Regions from separate parts of the Mus musculus genome. Here region 1 is linked to region 2. A link is a contact called in public HiChIP or PLAC-seq data. All regions are on one chromosome and are shown on one strand. The core of a region is the stretch at or near the end of the contact, and the rest is flanking DNA. Distances in the headings are between cores, read along the strand shown.

The links. HiChIP or PLAC-seq counts read pairs in DNA pulled down with a chosen protein or histone mark.
Region 1: an H3K27ac HiChIP or PLAC-seq map of embryonic stem cells shows a contact between it and region 2, with 2.2 times the contacts expected there. The contact joins two enhancer-like sites. A contact is called at or near these places in 7 of 484 Hi-C or Micro-C datasets (embryonic stem cells and pro-B cells), 1 of 115 datasets of contacts at active chromatin or transcription factors (embryonic stem cells) and 1 of 9 other capture datasets (embryonic tail).

Annotation. Positions count from the first base shown.
Region 1 is chr14:64,629,925-64,634,024 of GRCm38.p6, forward strand. Gm36924 (a long non-coding RNA gene) reads left to right here. Exons shown (of 3, transcript XR_383509.2): 2 at 1,155-1,211. Among named protein-coding and RNA genes, the nearest start is that of Gm36924, 7.4 kb to the left of the region's middle. Within about 2 kb of position 2,502, at least 60 of the 459 cell types and tissues checked have an H3K27ac peak or open chromatin away from gene starts, as enhancers often do. A contact at or near this core is called in embryonic stem cells, where this site is marked.
Region 2 is chr14:65,243,295-65,247,711 of GRCm38.p6, forward strand. The region is part of intron 2 of Fzd3 (frizzled class receptor 3); the gene reads right to left. Among named protein-coding and RNA genes, the nearest start is that of Fzd3, 17 kb to the right of the region's middle. Within about 2 kb of position 2,352, at least 53 of the 459 cell types and tissues checked have an H3K27ac peak or open chromatin away from gene starts, as enhancers often do. A contact at or near this core is called in embryonic stem cells, where this site is marked.

The DNA of each region.
Region 1 (4,100 bases), core at 1,252-3,751, 610 kb before region 2:
AGAGGGAGGGAGGGAGGGAGGGAGGGAGGGAGGGAGGGAGGGAGGAAGAGAGCTGGGTCCTTGTGGAAGGTGAGTAGCTCACTGGGACTTCATCCTGTGACGGGATTGATTGTTGATGGAGCGAGCTGGAAAGTCTAGGTGGCATTCTGGTTCCCACTTCACCCTCTAAGTGTCCTGCTCATGCTGATACCAAACAACACAGCCAAGGAAGCTGAAATGAGGGCACCGTGCCATCTTAGTCTTTCAGCCTATAAAGCAGTAAGCTAGACAAACCTTTTTTCTTTGTAAAGGACCCAGCTTCAGGTAATTTGTTAGAATTAAGGAAAGTGAATAAACAGGAATCTACAAACACTTCCCTTGAGGCCTTCCTTGCCCTTTTAATTGGTCCTATCTGCCTGAACCCCTACTGGCCTAGCCTGCCTAGGATCAGACCTACTACCTCCTACAGCCCCCAGTCCCAAGTCCTTACTAGGGTGACCACCCCCCTCCCAGGCAACTATTATAGCTCTGATATAGCTCTTAACTAGACCAGCACTGATAAGAGACACTTTGGACCCTCCATTTAATTTGAAAGATTGCTGGAAATAGCTTGTTTCCCAAACGGAAATAGTCTTTGACTCCATAGATTTTTGTCATCTCCAGTTATAAAGATCCAGGAAAAATCAGGAAGGTAAGAGGGGCTGGAATGTGACTCAGTCGGTAGGGGGCTCACCTAGCAGAAAAGAGGCCCTGGGTCCAATCTGCAGCACTCCATAAACTGAGTTTGGTGGGTCACACCTGTATCCTAACGTAAAGCTGGAGGATCAGAAGTTCAGGGCCATCTATGGTTACATAGTGAGTTCAAGGCTAGCCTGGGCTAGCTAAAACATTATTAGAGAGAAGAGAGAGACAGAGAGAGTGAAAGAAGGAAGGAAGGACGGAGGGGAGGGTGGGGGTGGGGGAGGGGTAATAAGTGACATTGCAGAAATGCCCTGTGTCTAAAAAGAATGTGGCAGATATTATAGCATGAGTCACGGAGACTTCAGACATTCAAGATGGTGTAAAACACAGAGGGACGGAAACAAATCCCAGTTTGGGAAGGAAAATTACTTCCGAGGCCGGTGTCAGTTGAGAACCCAGCCATGTGAACATTTTCCATTCTCTTCTGCCCTCAGGTGAGGCAGGAAGGCACAAGGGCAGCATTCCAGGTGAAGAGCAGAGAGGAAGACAAGGTGTGTCCATGAGCACAGGTGAAACTTTCTCTCGGCATTCATTAACCTTAGGGTTTCTCTCTTTCTCTCTCTCTCTCTCTCTCTCTCTTTTTCTTTCATTTTCTTTTTCTTTTTTACCTTTTTGGTTTTTCTGGATAGGATTTCTCTGTGTAGCCTTGGCTGTCTTGGAACTCACTCTGGAGTCTGGCCTCAAATTTATTGAGATCCTCTGTCTCTGTCTCCTGAGTGCTGAGATTAAAGGCATGAGCCACCAGGGTTTTGGGGATTTGTTTTGGTGGTGATGTATTTTTTTAAAAGATTTATTTATTTATATGCGTACACTGTAGCTGTCTTCAGACACATCAGAAGAGTGCATCGGACCCCATTATAGAGGGTTGTGAGCCACCATGTGGTCACTGGGAATTGAACTCAGGACCTCTGGAAGAGCGGTCAGTGCTCTTAACTGCTGAGCCATCTCTCCAGCCCGGTGGTGATGTATTTAAAGCAGGGTCTCAGTAGTTCAGGCTGGCCTCAAACTAGCTGTGTGCCCAAGGATGGCCTTGAATTTCTGACCTTCTGACCTCCACCTCTCCAACAGAGAGCCTATCATCGGCTATGACTGCACACTCTGGGAACCAGATCCAGGGTTTCAGGCATGCTAGGGAAGTGTCTTACCAACTGAGCTTATCAGGTTTTCCCACCCCCACAATCCTACTCTGGGCTCTAACTTGTGACAATCCTCCTGAATGCTGTGACTCCAGGTATGAGCCTTCATACCCAACTTCATTGTGTTTGAATATGGAGACAACTGTCCATCTCTTTTTTTTTTAAAGGTATGTTTTCTAATATTTATTTATTTATTTATTTATTATATGTAAGTACACTGTAGCTGTCTTCAGACACTCCAGAAGAGGGCATCAGATCTCATTACGGATGGTTGTGAGCCACCATGTGGTTGCTGGGATTTGAACTCAGGACCTTTGGAAGAGCAGTCAGTGCTCCTAACTGCTGAGCCATCTCACCAGCCCTGTCCATCTCTCAAGGGGGAGAATGGACTAGATCTCTTTGTGTCTCTCTGCATAATCAGAGCCCAGTCGTTCAGTGGAGGGCAGTCAAGTCAGCAAAGAGCTAGAAAGGGCAGTTTGTGTCAGAAATCCTGGAGTCACACCCGACTCTGTGCTCGTCTGTAACCTTGGGAAGCCATTTCCCCTTAGACTCTGCACCTGCAAAGCTAGGCTGTCGACTGCTGGCCTCATAGTGCCTTTGGCAGCATTGACGAAGGACAGTGTTCACTGAGGTGGATCCTAACTGCAAGTGTTAGTAAATGTGTGCTGAAGGAGACTGACCTGTATGTCAGGGGCCAGTCACTTCCCACAGTATCACTATGCCTTTAGAAATCTCTGATCAAAACCATCTGGAACCAGGTCAGGCTCAATTGATAGAATGCCTGCCTGGTATGTACAAAGTCCTCTGTTCCATCCCCTGTGCCAGTAACCAAACATATTGGTGCACCCTTGTAATCAATCCCAACACTTGGGAGGCTGAGCCAGGAGGACTTCTGTGAGTTGAGGCCAGCCTGGATTAGCCTGGACGACTTCCTTCCAGACCAGCCAGAGCTACATGGTAAGACTTCTGACCCAATAAAATAAAAGAATAGAAATACTCCCATATATTTACAATGGCTTAAGTATTTCTTTAGACACTTAAAAAAAAAAAGTTTGTTTCGTAATTACTGGCTGGTCACTTGATCCCCCACCTGCACCCTCTGTAAGGAGCAGATCTGAGATCCCACCAGGTTCTCCCGCTGAACATTTAAATCACCAAGGAAACATTAACAACTGACTCTGAGCCCCACCCCCAGACATTCCAATATAATTGGCCTGGGGTGTGGCTGAACTCTGGGATTTATTTAAAAGCTCCCTGCAGTGAGTCTAGCCAAATAGTCCTCTCAGTGGCACTGCCAGGGCTTCCCGTCCCTCATACCCAGGACCCACCCACAGCCACGTAGTCCTCCACAGTTGTTCCTCCAGCTGCTCTCTGTGTGCCTGGGATAGCCCATGACCCCAGTTCCTGCCCTGAAGGATTCAGAAAGGCAAACAAGCCTGTCTTCAAATCAGGTCACAAACACACCTTGACTCACTCACCTTCCTGACTTCCTGGGTTCCTAATCTGGTTTATGGTTTACTGATAACATCCTGGAAGGAGAACCAGTTTCAGACTCGCCTTGACCTCCTGGCACCTTGACTGCTGCTTTAGTTTCTATTCTGGTCTTCGCCTCCAACCAGCCAGCCATCTTTGATCAGTCCGTCCTTGGCTGTCAGTGCTTACTATCCAGGCTGTCCCCAGGATGGCCTCCAGCCTTGGAACATAGCAGCCTGAACCATGCACCTTGCCAGCCTAAGCCCCAGTCCCACCCCAGCCTCCACCGTCCCGTCCCATCGGTGCCTATTACGGTCATCATATCCAGTTTCTGTTCTAATAAGGAAGTTGATAGCATTCACAAGAGTGAAGGGAGGGAACTGGGATAAATCCAAGAAAATGGAAGGCGGGCTTACCATAGCCCACACGTGGTCATGTGTGTGTGTGTGTGTGTGTGTGTGTGTGTGTGTAAGATGTAAGAGGGAGGATAAATTTATGCAGTTAGCTCGTCACACCTTCACATGGGTTTCTGGGATCAAACTCAGTTTGGCCAGGCCTTTGCCAGTGGAGCATCTTGCTGCCATTCTCATTGTTTCTTTAAGATAAGTCTCTGAGAAGTGGAATTACCAGATTGAAACTAATAAACAAGTGTAAGACTCCTCTGGAGAGTAAATATAGGATTCTCTCTAAAAGAGTTACACAAGCATCTACCTCTACCAGAATGAGTGAGGGTCTCCTTTTCATGGTGGTTGTGTTACAAGTTCAGTGCCA
Region 2 (4,417 bases), core at 1,102-3,601:
AAAGAGGAGTTCAGCAAAAACAATCAAACCTGCTACTTTATAGCTAACTGAAATGCCTTTAACAAAGAAGAAAATCTAACTGAAAATACCCATAAAGCTGAAACAGTTATTTCGACAACTAAAATGCACATGAACTAATACTACATATATACCTGCACTGCTCAAGACAAAAACAATGGTAATACCAAATGGTGGCAATAACGTGAGAAAAACAGATATACTAAATCCTACAGGTAGGGATGTAAAATGGTGCAACCACTATGGTTTCTTAAAACCCAAACATATTTACCACCCAACACTGCACTCACATTCTTGGTCATTTATCCCAAAGAAATGAAAAATTATGTCCACAGAAAAAATTGTCACAAATGTTTACGCTGAGTTTTATTTGTAATAGCAAAGACCTGGAAAAATGCATATATCTTTCAATGTTAACTAGATATCAAAATTTTATAAAATAGTAAGATAAGAGCAGGGAATAGAGAAGAGACATATGTAATCTCTGTGTCCCATTCTTGCAAATTCCTAACTTCCTAAGAGACTACAATTATTTAAAAATTAAAGGCAAAGTTAACAGCACCTGGGAGGAGGAGGCATGCAGATCTCCATGAGTTCAAGGCCAGACTGATCTACAACAAGGTACAAGTCAGCCAGAACTACAGTATGACTGTCTCAAAAAAAAAAAAGAATTACATTCATATGATGATGTATGTACATATGTGACAAACATGCACATATATGTGTGGTAACACGCAAACTGTAAACTGCCAGATGAGGTATCTCTGTTAATATGTTATCAAAATCTCCATCTGTGAGCACTACCCATCTTAAGTTATAAAATTTATTTTAATGACCATTTTGTGTGTTTGCACTGAACTATAAATATCCTGAGCTACATTTTGGCTGACAGTTATTAGCACAGTAGGGCTTAAAGTGCCTCAAATTGAATAATTTCATACAACAGACACAAAATGCTAACTTGTCCAAGGTCATACAATTATAAACACAAATCTAAGCATCAGGCAAACTTTGACATTTTTACACAGATCCCTTGAACTTATCCAATTTGTTTCACTTAACTTCTGTTTTAGTTTGCCCTTTTATAAAACGGTCTTAATACAATTAGAACAACTAATAAATAATACTTATAAATAAAATAGGAAATAATTTCACGTATAGTAGGGCTATAGCAGGGTGACTTTGTTCCCTGTTCTCAACTGTCAAATGGGGAAACTCAAGTGGAGTTTTTTTCAAAATGTCAAACAAAGTAGGTAACCCCAAAATCATGATGATAGGAGACAGAAACCAGATATAAAAAGGTAGATACTGTGGGCTTGAGCCAATGGCTCAGCAGGTAAGAGCACAAAGTTCATCTTCCCTCACCCACATCAGGCAGCTGCCAACCAACTACCTGGAGAGCTGATAACCATTTCTTGCCTCCATGGGCACTGTACTCATCTGCATAAACCCACACTCAGAAACACACATACATATAACTAAAAATAACATCTAAAAAAGCAAATCATGTATGAGTCCATGCCTATACAACACTAGCACGTGCACCAATCCATAAGGACAGAGAACACACCTGTGAAAGCTGAAAGCATGAGCAGAGAATGTGGACTACGAAGGATATAAGGCAGCTTCTGATGTGATAGAAAAGTTCTATACTTTGATAATGGTAATACAGGAGCTGTTAAAAACTCATCAAAGGGAACACTTTACATAAGTGGAGTTTACTATATATGGTATAACCCAATAAAGCTATTATGAAAAACTAAGTAAATCAACTTGGTCTTAACAATTTCTTATCACAGCAAAATAAAATTAAATGATGTGGCCTTGACACTTAGGTTGAGAACATCCATCCATTCATCCATCCATCCATCTATCTATCTATCTATCTATCTATCTATCTCTATCTATCTATAACATATCTATCTATCTATCTATCTCTATCTATCTATAACATAAGGAACAGTACTCACAGTCTATGAAAGAGAAAGGAACATGGCTGATTGAATTCTAAATGATTCTTCCTGAGTGTTTCTCTAAGCAGGGATGTTTTTATTCCCTAAATCAAGACCCGAGTATAGGAAGTTTACAAACTGGAAAGTAACTTTCTAAAAACTAGATTTCTGATTTCTACAACAAAGGTGCACTGCATGGAACCTTGCATTCTTTGTTTAAATTCAAATCAACCAAGCCTTTGTGCTCCCATTCTTTCAACTCTCAAATTTCCATTCGTTACCATAGCAACCTGCTAACTGACAAACCTTCAAGCATAGCCACAGTCCAAGCTTAGCAAGGGTGTGAAAAGGGGACAGTGTCAAAGGCCAAAATCTGACTCAGGAGAATCAGAATTCCAACCTTTGTCACTGCACAAAGGGCCTGGTAACTATAGAAACTGTGCCACACTAGGTTTGGGAACAGCATGACTAAACTCACTAAGTGTGAACCAATGTGGAACAGCCTTGAAAATCTAAAACTCCTATTCATAGCTACTTTAGATCCAGTTGGAATAAGAAGTTATTCCAAACAACTTATGAAAATATTTATGTAAGTAAAATTATGAGACTCAAAATATCAAAGCAAAGCAAAACAAAACAAAACCCCAAATCCAGTCTCCCTTTCTGGAACAATAAAGCTTCTGATGACGTCACGTGCAAACTTTTAAGAATTGTTTTCTGTCTCTACAAAATAAACTAAGCCAAAAAGCTCTAGTTAAAAACAAAAACAAAACCACCTTTAATTCAGTAACTGTTTTTCTTTTTCAAACCTTAATTTTCAAAAATGTATCATGGTAGTCTACTCATTGATAATAGCTTGGGAAATTGAATAATCTATTATCACAGGAATCTATTCACTTTCATACGTCAAAGTAGAGCTCTTAAAACAGTACGTAAGACTCTTCTTTGGTTAGTAAACTTCTTTAACATTTCTCTATTGTAGATAGTTCTGGATTATGACATACTTAAAAAATAATACTTTATAGGGCAAATCCTACTCTACTTAATAATCTGATTTAAAGCAAGAATTTCAAAAGATTCCTTTAATGTAATTTGTCATAAGAAAACCAATTCAGAATTTCTAAAAGCTGTTATTTTTATTCCTAAAATCAGAAACAACTGCGAACAATACTCTGTGTGCATGTGTGTGTGTGTGTTTTAATTTAGAAGCTTCTTAATTCTGTTTGGTTTACCCTAGTCACAAAACTGGCTTCTAAAGCCGTATCTGTTAGGGAAGGGGATGTAAGTCCATACACAAGGCCTTAGGTTTGCTATCCAGCACTGCAAAATTAAATACAGATAATAAAATGGGTCATTTCACTACACTGTTTGCTTAGAAAAAATATCTTCCCATAAACATTAACCTATAATCCTAGCACTCTGGAGGTAGAAGCAAGTAGATCTCTGAGTTTGAGGCCAGCCTGCTCTATAGATCTTGCTCTAGGTCAGCCAGAGAAACTCCGTCTCAAAAAAAAAAAAAAATATTTAACCTAAAAAAAAAAAAGTAAATATGGTGTATTCTAGCAGTTAAATATATGAGCTTAAAGAAAAGAATTTTTCTTCCTTAAAAAGCCTATCCACAAATATGGATCGGTATTGTTTCATTGGGGTACATTCAAAATTTCAAAAGCTGTTATTTTTGTTCCCAAAACCAGAAATAACTGCAAATAATTCTCCACTATCTGTATGTACGAGTTTTCTGCTTTTTAATTTAGAAGGTTCTTATATTAGCCTGCCCTAGTTAGGGTTACTATTGCTGTGATCAAACACCATGGCCAAAGCAACTTGGGAAAGAAAGGGTTATTTGGCTTAAGCCTCCATCCTCATCACTGTTCATTGGAGGAAGTCAGGACAGGAGCCCAAACAGGGCAGGAACCTGGACACAGGACCTGAGATAGAGGCCATGGAGGAGTACTGCTTATTGGCTTATTTGCTATGGCTTGGTCAGCCTGCTTTTTATAGACAGCCAGGGGTGGCACCATCCACAATGGGCTGGGCCCTCCCCCATCAATCACTAATTAAGAAAATGTTCTACAGGCACACCTGCAGGCCAGCATTTTCTCAATCGAGGCTCTCTCCACTCAGATGACTATAGCTTGCATCACATTGACAGAACTAACCAGCACAGGGTCACAGATGTTTTGGTTAAGCCACACACTCTGTGTACTTTTTCCTTCATCTTAAGAACAGGTCAAGAACAACAGGATTTGGACAAGCAGAGGTACACTTAAGCAGAAGCAAAACAAGATCTTAGAGAAAGGAAAGCTATGTTGCTTCAATCTTTTATTAGTTACATTATTTATAAAATGCAAACACATACATTGAAAGCTTCCAATCACTTTCAACAACAACCAAAAAAAGAAAAGACAGACAGACAGACAGACAGAGAAGTATCACACTAGTGTTCA